Regions from separate parts of the Zea mays genome. Here regions 2 and 3 are each linked to region 1. A link is a contact called in public Hi-C data. All regions are on one chromosome and are shown on one strand. The core of a region is the stretch at or near the end of the contact, and the rest is flanking DNA. Distances in the headings are between cores, read along the strand shown.

Region 1 (2,920 bases), core at 301-2,800:
GAGGGAGAAGTGGCAAGTGGCTGGTGCCAAGGGATTATCCTTCCTGGCTGCCCCGCTCTCCACTTCTTAGGGTCAGATTCAGATCTTCATAGGGTGTGTGTGGCTTATCCTTTCCTTATGGATTGTTTTATGTATGCTTCTGTGTGGCCTCCCTTCCCTTCTGTAAGGGTGCCTTGTATCCGGGGTTCTTTTCCCCTTCCCTTCTGCTATAATATATTGGAGTGCAGTTCTCCTGCGCTTTTCGAGAAAAAAATGTCACAAGAATATAGGTTTAGAGCATGCATCATTTGGACGTAGTTTTAAATGCAACCTGATTCCCAACCCAACCTAGGAAGGTAATACAACACAGCCATGCCCTTAAAACCATGTCTAGCAGTTAATTTCCTATGTTATGCAAAGCATAGAACCCTCAATCCATTCAGGTTTTGGATGAACACAGAAATACTGAGAAGTGAAGTACACAGAACAACAGTAAATGTACATTTTTCCTATTGCTACATTCAGGATATGTGATGTGCTTATGTACATCATGAAACAAACACCTAGTAAGCAAGAAGACTACACTCATCAGACAAACTTGTGTTAGGTTAGAAGCACCCTGGTCCCAGATTAAGGAGCAGAATTGCATCCAAATGATGAATATGAACAATGCAAACCCTCATCAACATGAAAACATGGTAGACCAGAAACTGCCTATGCGCCATCTAAACTCTAGAGGCAACAGTCAAGTGCAGCCAGAACCCCCAATCCAGTTTATTAACATCAGGATCAACTGCAATCTCAGTGCAGTTGATTCAAAATACCCTATTTGCATTCTAGCCCATCCCTGCTGACTTTGGATCCCTAATCAGACCACAAAAACTGAGTACAGGACATTGTTACACGCCAAAAGAAATCTCTTTGCATATACATTTGACTAGTCGGTATTTTCCCTGCAACAGCCACCATTTCTTTTTCGCCACCAGCATCCTTGTTGCATCGCAGGCCAACATATACCGGTGCATAACAATAACACACCAGAACTGTTTGCCGCGGATTGGATCAGTATTACCATTCCCAACTCCATGGCAGATTGGCAGACGACCCTTGCGTCCCTTGATCCAACCCAGGAACCAAAAGCAGAGACGGCCGCCGTATCCTCCGCCAAACCAAGCTATCTGCACGGCGACCTAACACGCTCGCCTTGCACACCATCGACACCGACACATAGATTCGCCGTGCCAACCCAGCGCGCCGGCGCCGAGGGGGAGCCAGATCCGAATGGCCAAGGCAACCGAAAGGGTAAGTTTTTTTTCCCAAAACGCGAGCAGGCGCGTAGCGGTGTAGGGTCAGGCGCCGGGAAAGGAAGTAAGAATCTGGGGTACGAAGAAGGGGAGCTCACCGCGCCGGAGATGAAGGGGACTTGCGCCGCCGCCGAGAGGGAGGGCACCGAGGGTAATTCGTTTTCGATCCGTGTGGGGTGGCGTATTTGCGGGGACGCCCTTTTAAAGGCCCGCCAAGGCTATTCGCGAGCGAGTGTCCGGTGCTTGTCGGGGGCTCTGGGCGTCTGGCGCTGACTACGGACCACAGAGCCACGGAAGAGAAGAGGCATGACCGCATGAGCTGTCCATGTCTTTGCAGGCTTTCGAGAACAAACAGAGGTAACAAAGCACACAACCTTAACTCGCCCTTACACAAGATTGAAAATTCCTTAACCACGAAGATGAAATAAATATATAGCATTTTTCAGAAAAACACAAACAGAGACGTCACATCAGGATTTAAGGGTAAATCCGGCCGCGTATTAAGGATGTGTTTGGTTGCGAGTCAGGACGGGATGGAACAGGACGATCCCACACACTAGACTGTTTGGTTGGGAGTCAAGGTTCAGATGAGACCGTCCCTACAAAAATATTATCACTAGAATATTGTCCATGTTCGTCCCTCTGAATCAGACGGATAATATCGTTCTTCTCGGGACAAGGCACCTCACGAGCCCTTCTCATCCACATCAGATCTAGCGCCGCCTCCTTCATCCCGCTGGCCGGCGAGCTCCTCAGCGCGGTGAGTCCTCTTTCCCCTCTACTCTCCTCTTCCCCTATGCTCTCCTCTTCCTCCAATCCTGCTGACCGGCGAGCTGCTCAGCAGGGTGCGGTGAGTCGCCTATCCTCTGCTCTCATTTTCCTCCTTTATCCCGCTAGCCGGCGAGCTCTTAAGAGCCAGGCGCGGTGAGTTCCTTTCCACTCTGCTCTCTTCTTCCCCTCTGCTCTCTTCCGCGTGGTGAGCCCGGCGCGGCGAGCTCTTCCCCCACAGGCTCGTGACCAGCAGACGCATCAGGATCAGGCTCCATGGACAACAGCTCTCCGACCCCTTTCTGATGCCTGATGCTTGGTGTAGTCGTGTAGGTGAGAGAGGGAGAGAGCCATGCTACAGCCGGCCAGCATCAAGGAAAAGTTCTTGTCAACTTGTACAGCAGTTCTTATTGTTTAGCCATGTAGCTGGTGCCTGGTGTAGCCGTGTCGGTGGTGTAGCATCCTTTATTTTTTTATCAAATCTACGACATACTCATCCACAAGCTATTGCTATTATAAATTAATCTCCTTATTAGTGAACTTAGCATCAGTTCTTGACTTACAAATCTACGGCATACTCATCGTTTATGGTTCTTGACTTACAAATGTACGACAGTTCTTGTCAATTTGTGTTTCTTGCGCTACTGAATTGTTTTTAGACTTGAGTAATGTAAATAATTCTATGCAAATAGTGTATGTAGATCATAATGTATTAATATGCAGATCGTAATTGCTATTAGTTCCTTTATATTTTGTTTGCATGAACACTTGATTGTACACCTATATATCAATTCTACATGATTGTTGTCTTTTTGGATTTGATGCTTACATGTAGATGGATAAGAAGACCAAGGTTATAGTTTGTGTTG
Region 2 (2,920 bases), core at 258-2,757, 140 kb before region 1:
TCTATGATCATTTATCACAATGTCAATATGAAGAGCCAAATTCTTAAAAAGTAAGCCTAAAAATGAGATCAAGTACCTGGTATATCTCGAAGCCACATTCTTCACATGTATAAACAGCAACCTGCATCAAGGGCTTCACATCCGAGCAGCGAGTAACAATCCCAGATATTTTCACAAGCTGACCAATGTTGGATGCCTTCACTTGCCGAATGGTGAGTGGAGTCACCTTTGAGAATGCCTTGATGTAAACCTCACTAAAATGCCCACCCAAAAAATCAGTTAAAATCAACAGAGCACATAATTGGATAGACAGGAAAATTATTGGAGCTGTGGCACAGAATTAAGTAGCTCGAGAAATAATCTTAGCAAAAATCTGAGGTGCAAATGTTTAATTCGGATGAAATATTATATGGTAGTATAACAGTTCAATATCCTTATAAGCTTGCAGGAAATTTTATATTCCGTTGTAATGTTCCAGACATGGTCTATCAAACCAGATGAAATGCTTCGATTTACAGAAAAAAAATCAGAGGCAGAAAAATCTAATCTAATTATGCAGTACAAGCAGTAATATGATTTATCTTCATAACATGCAATGTCATACTCTCTCGTTTCCAATCTCTTTTGTTTTAACCAAATTACCGAAAACAGGACACCATTCACCAGAGAAATTTAGGACAAAGCCACTTACAAGAACCGTTTGATCTCTGGTGGCATTTTCTGTAGCGGGTCCGTGCCGTCCGCGCCGCCGTCGGCCCCCTCATCCACACGCTGCGTCATCAGGATGTCCTGGTCCTCGTCGACGGTGTACGCCTCTGTGGGCTCCGGCATGATCTCGTCCATGGCCTCCGCGAAGATGCCGATGTAGCGCCGCGTGTTCTCGGTGACACGCTGCAAGAACTCCTCGTCGACATCCTTATACTGCACACCAGGAACAACATTTTACACCCAAAACCACATCTTGTACCCGCGAAGTTGGGAAAAAGGGAAAAAACTAAAAGGAACTGAACACTGTGGAGGTGAGAAGTTTGTACGTGGAATAGGTCGTCCAGCTCGATCTGGACCGCGCGTATCTTCCTGTTCGCGACATCTTGCTGCAAGCAGAAAGAGAAATCAGCGTGAAATTGCGAGAGAGAGAGAGAGAAAAAAACCGATCTGGAAGGGGCAAGCCTAGAACACGGGGAAGATAAACCGATCATGGGTACCAGGATGTTCAGGTACTTGGGCTCGCCGTGAGGGCCGGTGAAATTGGACAGGAAGTCCTTGGCGAGCGCTGCAGAGACAAATCAAACACAAAGAACCAACGCACCGTCAGAGAACGTTCTAGAACCTTGCGCGAGCAAACGAAGAAACGGTTCGAGGAGGTTCCGGATGATGTTGCCACAGCAACACGTACCTTTGTCTGCGGCGAAGTCAGGGTTCTTCATCCCAGCGGCGGTGATGGGACGGCGGCGTGGGGGTGGGAGGCAGAGAACAGCGGGAGGCGGGAGGGGGGCGGCGAAGTGTTCGGGGGATGGCGGGAAGAAGGGAATAAAGAGGAGGCTTTGGGCGGGAAGGGAGAGGGCGGTGTGGCGGGAAGAATAGGGTTGGTCCGAGCTCGAGCGGGCCGAAATTTTGTGGGCTTACTAGAAGCACGATTGGGCCTTGATCGAGCCGCTCTGCGCTGTGGCTGAGAAGCCAGAGGTACCTGATGATTCCCTTTTTTTTCATTTTAGCCTTTTTGGTTTTATTTTCACAAATACGTATTTTCAGTTTCATTTCAAAAATGAACCTTTAGCTCGGCGCCATCAATATTGATACCGAGCTACAACGTATCAGCGCCAATTAATTTAGCGTGTATATGTAAGAGTCGACGCCTACGTGGATCTGACGTGGCAGCACTTCGGCGTCGTGATCTCGGCGCCGACCTCGACGCCATGGATCTCGGCGCCGACCTCCGTGTCTATAAATATCCCACTCCAGCTCGTGTCCAAGCGCCTACATGGTCGGGATGCTTATGCTGCACGATGTGCGTTTGCCGCCTGGCAGCACCGAGCGAGCGCTGGAACGCTTGGACTGCTCGTCCGCCGGCGCCTAGACACGGCGCAGGGCCGCCTCCGTCCGCAGAGGCCGTGTCGGTCATGCGCAGGCTGACCCTAGAGATGAAAACGGGACGGGTACCCAGAACGGGTATCGGATACGAGTACGAAAACGAGTCAAAATTTCGGATACGGATACGGGTATTTATGTTTGTCGGGACGGATACGGGTACTACCCGAATATTGAACCTCGGATACGGATAGGATACGGAATCACTAATACCCGGTCAGTACCCGAAAATCTCGAGTAGGATACGAGTACCATTCGGGTACCTGGATTGGGCCTACTCTCTGCTGCTTCTGTTAATCTGCTTGATAGGCGGCCCATCCACAGGCGCACCCACATTCCTCAGTCCTCACGCAGCAGTGCAAGGGCAAGCTGCAAGCCCACGGACGGCCCTAGCCCCTAGCTCGAGCAAGGCTGCAAGTCTGCAACCTGCAAGCCTGCCGAGGGGGCATGTTGTCGAATTTGCACTTCTAATGTATTTGCACTTCTAATTTGCACTTCCAAGCACAAGCCAGCCAGGGGCATGCTCCTACCCTAATGTATTTTCTTATTTGCACTTCTTCCTTTATGTTAATTAATGTCAACTATCTACTATCTGTTATATACTTGTGGACTTGTAGATTATGTCTAAAATAGGAGACATGCTGTCGAATTTTTTTAATATTTTGTTGTTGGTTCCACAATGTCCTTGTGATTAGTAACTTTGAACTGCATGATGTTAATTTTATAGGTTTCTTTCCTACATTTGATCTATCATATACATGATTATGTGTTGCTTAATTTATGTGTTTGTTGGATGGTTGGGCAATTAATGTCATCGGTACGAACTACCCGA
Region 3 (2,920 bases), core at 126-2,625, 150 kb after region 1:
GGAAGTTCAGATGTCACGAAAGTAATGCAAAAATCTAATATTAAGAGAATAGTGAAAAGGCAATCTAAAGCGGCATCCATACCACAGCACCTGGTGTGGTGTACTCATGTACACCAATGCTTAGTCCTAAATATAATGTATCCTAGAAGCTAGATGGATATGGAAAGCAACAGCAAGCTAATAAGACCTAATAACATGTGATAAAGTGAAAGGGCCTCCGCACATTGGAAGTCCATGGTCTAGGATAGAGGCTATAAACTCCATGACATACACACTGGAAATTGTCTAAGAAGATTAAGACGTGAAGATCCACATTGCAAAGCTTTAAACATAAAGTTCAAGATGAACAGCCAACTTGAATGTATGGTAGCTAGACCAGGAAATCCACTAGGTAACAGCTCCTATCGGTTCATTTCACAATAACATAGGCTTAGAGTATGCATCATTTGGAGGTAGCATTAAATGCAGCCAGATTCCCGACCCAACCTATGTAGGTAATAGAACATAAACATGCCCTAGTAGTTGATTTCATATGCAAAGAAGAAAATCCTTGGTTCACTCAGGTCATGGATGAATATCGAGATACTGGGCAGTGAAGAACACATAACAGTCAATGTACATTGTTTCCTATTGCCGCATTTAGTTTACGTGACTGCTCATGTATATCATCAAACGAACACCTACCTGAGAGGTTCCATATGTGAAAATAATGGTAACCTAGAAGATTACACACATCAGACAAACTTGTGCTAGGTTAGAGTCTTAGAGACACACTGGTCCCCAGCTTAAGGAGCTAAAGGGCATCCGAATCACGAATATGAGCAATGCAAACCCTTGTCAACATGAAAACATAGTAGACCAGAAAATGTCACTAAGATGTAGGTTATGCCTCTGCGCCATCTAGAGGCAACGGCAAATGCAGCCGGATCCCCAATCTAGTTGATTAACATCAGTAACAAATGCGTTGTTCAGATAGTTCTCTGAATAGGCCCGCAGAAAAAAAAGAGACAGCAGCCGCATCCGCACCCACTCGGCCCTCGCACACGCCCTCTACACCCGCACCGAAACGGATCCGCCGTGCAAACTCTGCACGCCGGCGCCGACGGGGAAGCCAGATCCGAACGGCCAAGGAAACCGAAAAGGCTAAGTTTTTCTTCAAACTCGAGCAAGCGCGCAGCTTTGTACGATCAGGCGCCGGGAAAGGAAGTAAGGATCAGAGGTACAGTAGAGGGGAGGGGAACTCACCACGACAGAGATGGAGGAGGACCTGCACCGCCGCCTATTCTCGAGCGTGTGGCCGGTAGTGTTCGGTACTTCGGTGTTCCTGTGGTCCGGGCGTCTGCAGTCTCCGTCTACGCCGAGTTTACGCCTTTGATGAATAGTTTACGTCTTTGATGCATATTTTATGTCTTAGGTGGTCGCTTGCTTCTCAGAGTAACGGGTATGTTTGTTTCGACTTCTCGGTAGCTTTTGGCGGCTGACTACTAAACACTTAGGTTTTCAGTCAACTTTTATTTGAATTATTTTGATGATAATCATCTAAAACTATGTGAATAAAAATTCAGTCGAATCGTCACGAAAGTAGGACTCAGTCACTTTCTAGATCCTAAACCCTATGAACATATTCATCTCTCTCCACACGTAATCCTCACGATACTCAGATTCTCTACACAGTCATATTCTCCTCACAGCTACATTCTCGGAAAACTCGTCAGAAAAAAGTCGAAACAGACAGGTCCAATGTCTATTGGAGCTCTGTATCGCTGCAAGAACGCTAATCTTAAATGTATGCTTGGTTATTTTTATTGAAAGAACGTTCTTTTTGCAAGTAAGGATGAGAAAATTGTCACTCAATTTCAAAACCTGAAGGATTAAAAAGTTATCTTATAATATGTAAGTTTTCTTATGCTATTTAATATTCTTTATCTATATATTTAAGATATTGTCATTAGCCACTTGATATGTAAAACAATTAATACTTTGATATGTTGAGTATTGAATAATATCATCTTATGACATATTCTTTCTTGCATTAGTTATGATCTAGTTTACTAATTGTGTAATGTGTATGTTCAGTTATGTGTTATATACTTTATATGATGTGAAACTACTTCTACGTAATACTATAATAAATTATATATGCCTAAAAGGTAAAGGCTACTAGACTAGGATCTATGTTGCCAAAAAAGTTTGTGCTCTACTAAAAAATTTGAACACTCATCCTCTAAATCTTAGGACTACCCGTGTCCATATGTTAGCTCTCCCTCTTCCTTTGCATGCTTTTCTACGGACCGATGGTAAAAAAACTAAAATTTTCAAAACACACATTCACATTCCACCTAGCCAACACAACACATATGTTTTTATAATTTATACTCTATACTAAGTATAATATAAATATTTTTAGAAAAAACTAAAAAAATTAAAATCAGTCCATATCCACACCTAAGGTCGAGACAGACACGGTGATCATGCTCGAACCGAGCTAAACCGTATCGGCCACATGGCACCTAGCATGCCCGACCCATTTGGATATTTATACCAGTACACTAGTGATGTGCCCATGCAGGCATGCAGCGGTGCAACCAAAACAATGGCCCATGCAGCCAGGCTACCATGTGTCAACGCAACAGCTGTCAGATCATCGATTGAGATATATGGTTTTTTGATTTGGTAAATTTGAGATTAATTAGGTTCCATTCGAGATTGTACTTATTTAATTGAGGAGGAGAGGAGCATGGGCAAGGGCACCTGTCGTGGCATCGTCATCTGTCATGCTTGTGAGACCTGAAATTATGAGGAAGCGAGGAGAACCCATTGCTACCATCCTTGCAAGCCGCTCTAGAGGTTCCATTGCTTACTCTGGTGATGGCAATGCGGAGAGCGGAGGAGGAAGGGGCGACGACAATGGCTAGAGTTT

The links. Hi-C and Micro-C count contacts between places; a contact is called where the count stands out from the background.
Region 2: a Hi-C map of ear shows a contact between it and region 1, with 4 times the contacts expected there. The contact joins the promoter of LOC542504 here to the promoter of LOC109939366 in region 1. A contact is called at or near these places in 5 of 25 Hi-C or Micro-C datasets (ear, leaf and tassel).
Region 3: a contact with region 1 is called in a Hi-C map of leaf, with 4 times the contacts expected there. The contact joins the promoter of LOC100282809 here to the promoter of LOC109939366 in region 1. A contact is called at or near these places in 9 of 25 Hi-C or Micro-C datasets (ear, leaf, root tip and 1 more).

Annotation. Positions count from the first base shown.
Region 1 is chr1:150,716,065-150,718,984 of Zm-B73-REFERENCE-NAM-5.0, forward strand. LOC109939366 reads left to right here and starts at 1,551. Exons shown (of 3, transcript XM_020546485.2): 1 at 1,551-1,640. The coding sequence starts at 1,609. LOC100273814 reads right to left here and starts at 1,746. Exons shown (of 2, transcript XM_020546492.3): 1 at 1,382-1,746. The coding sequence starts at 1,722.
Region 2 is chr1:150,574,967-150,577,886 of Zm-B73-REFERENCE-NAM-5.0, forward strand. LOC542504 (replication licensing factor MCM7 homologue) reads right to left here and starts at 1,508. Exons shown (of 15, transcript NM_001112054.2): 1 at 1,397-1,508; 2 at 1,206-1,273; 3 at 1,035-1,094; 4 at 692-921; 5 at 77-254. The coding sequence starts at 1,427.
Region 3 is chr1:150,861,519-150,864,438 of Zm-B73-REFERENCE-NAM-5.0, forward strand. LOC100282809 reads right to left here and starts at 1,376. Exons shown (of 9, transcript NM_001412423.1): 1 at 1,246-1,376.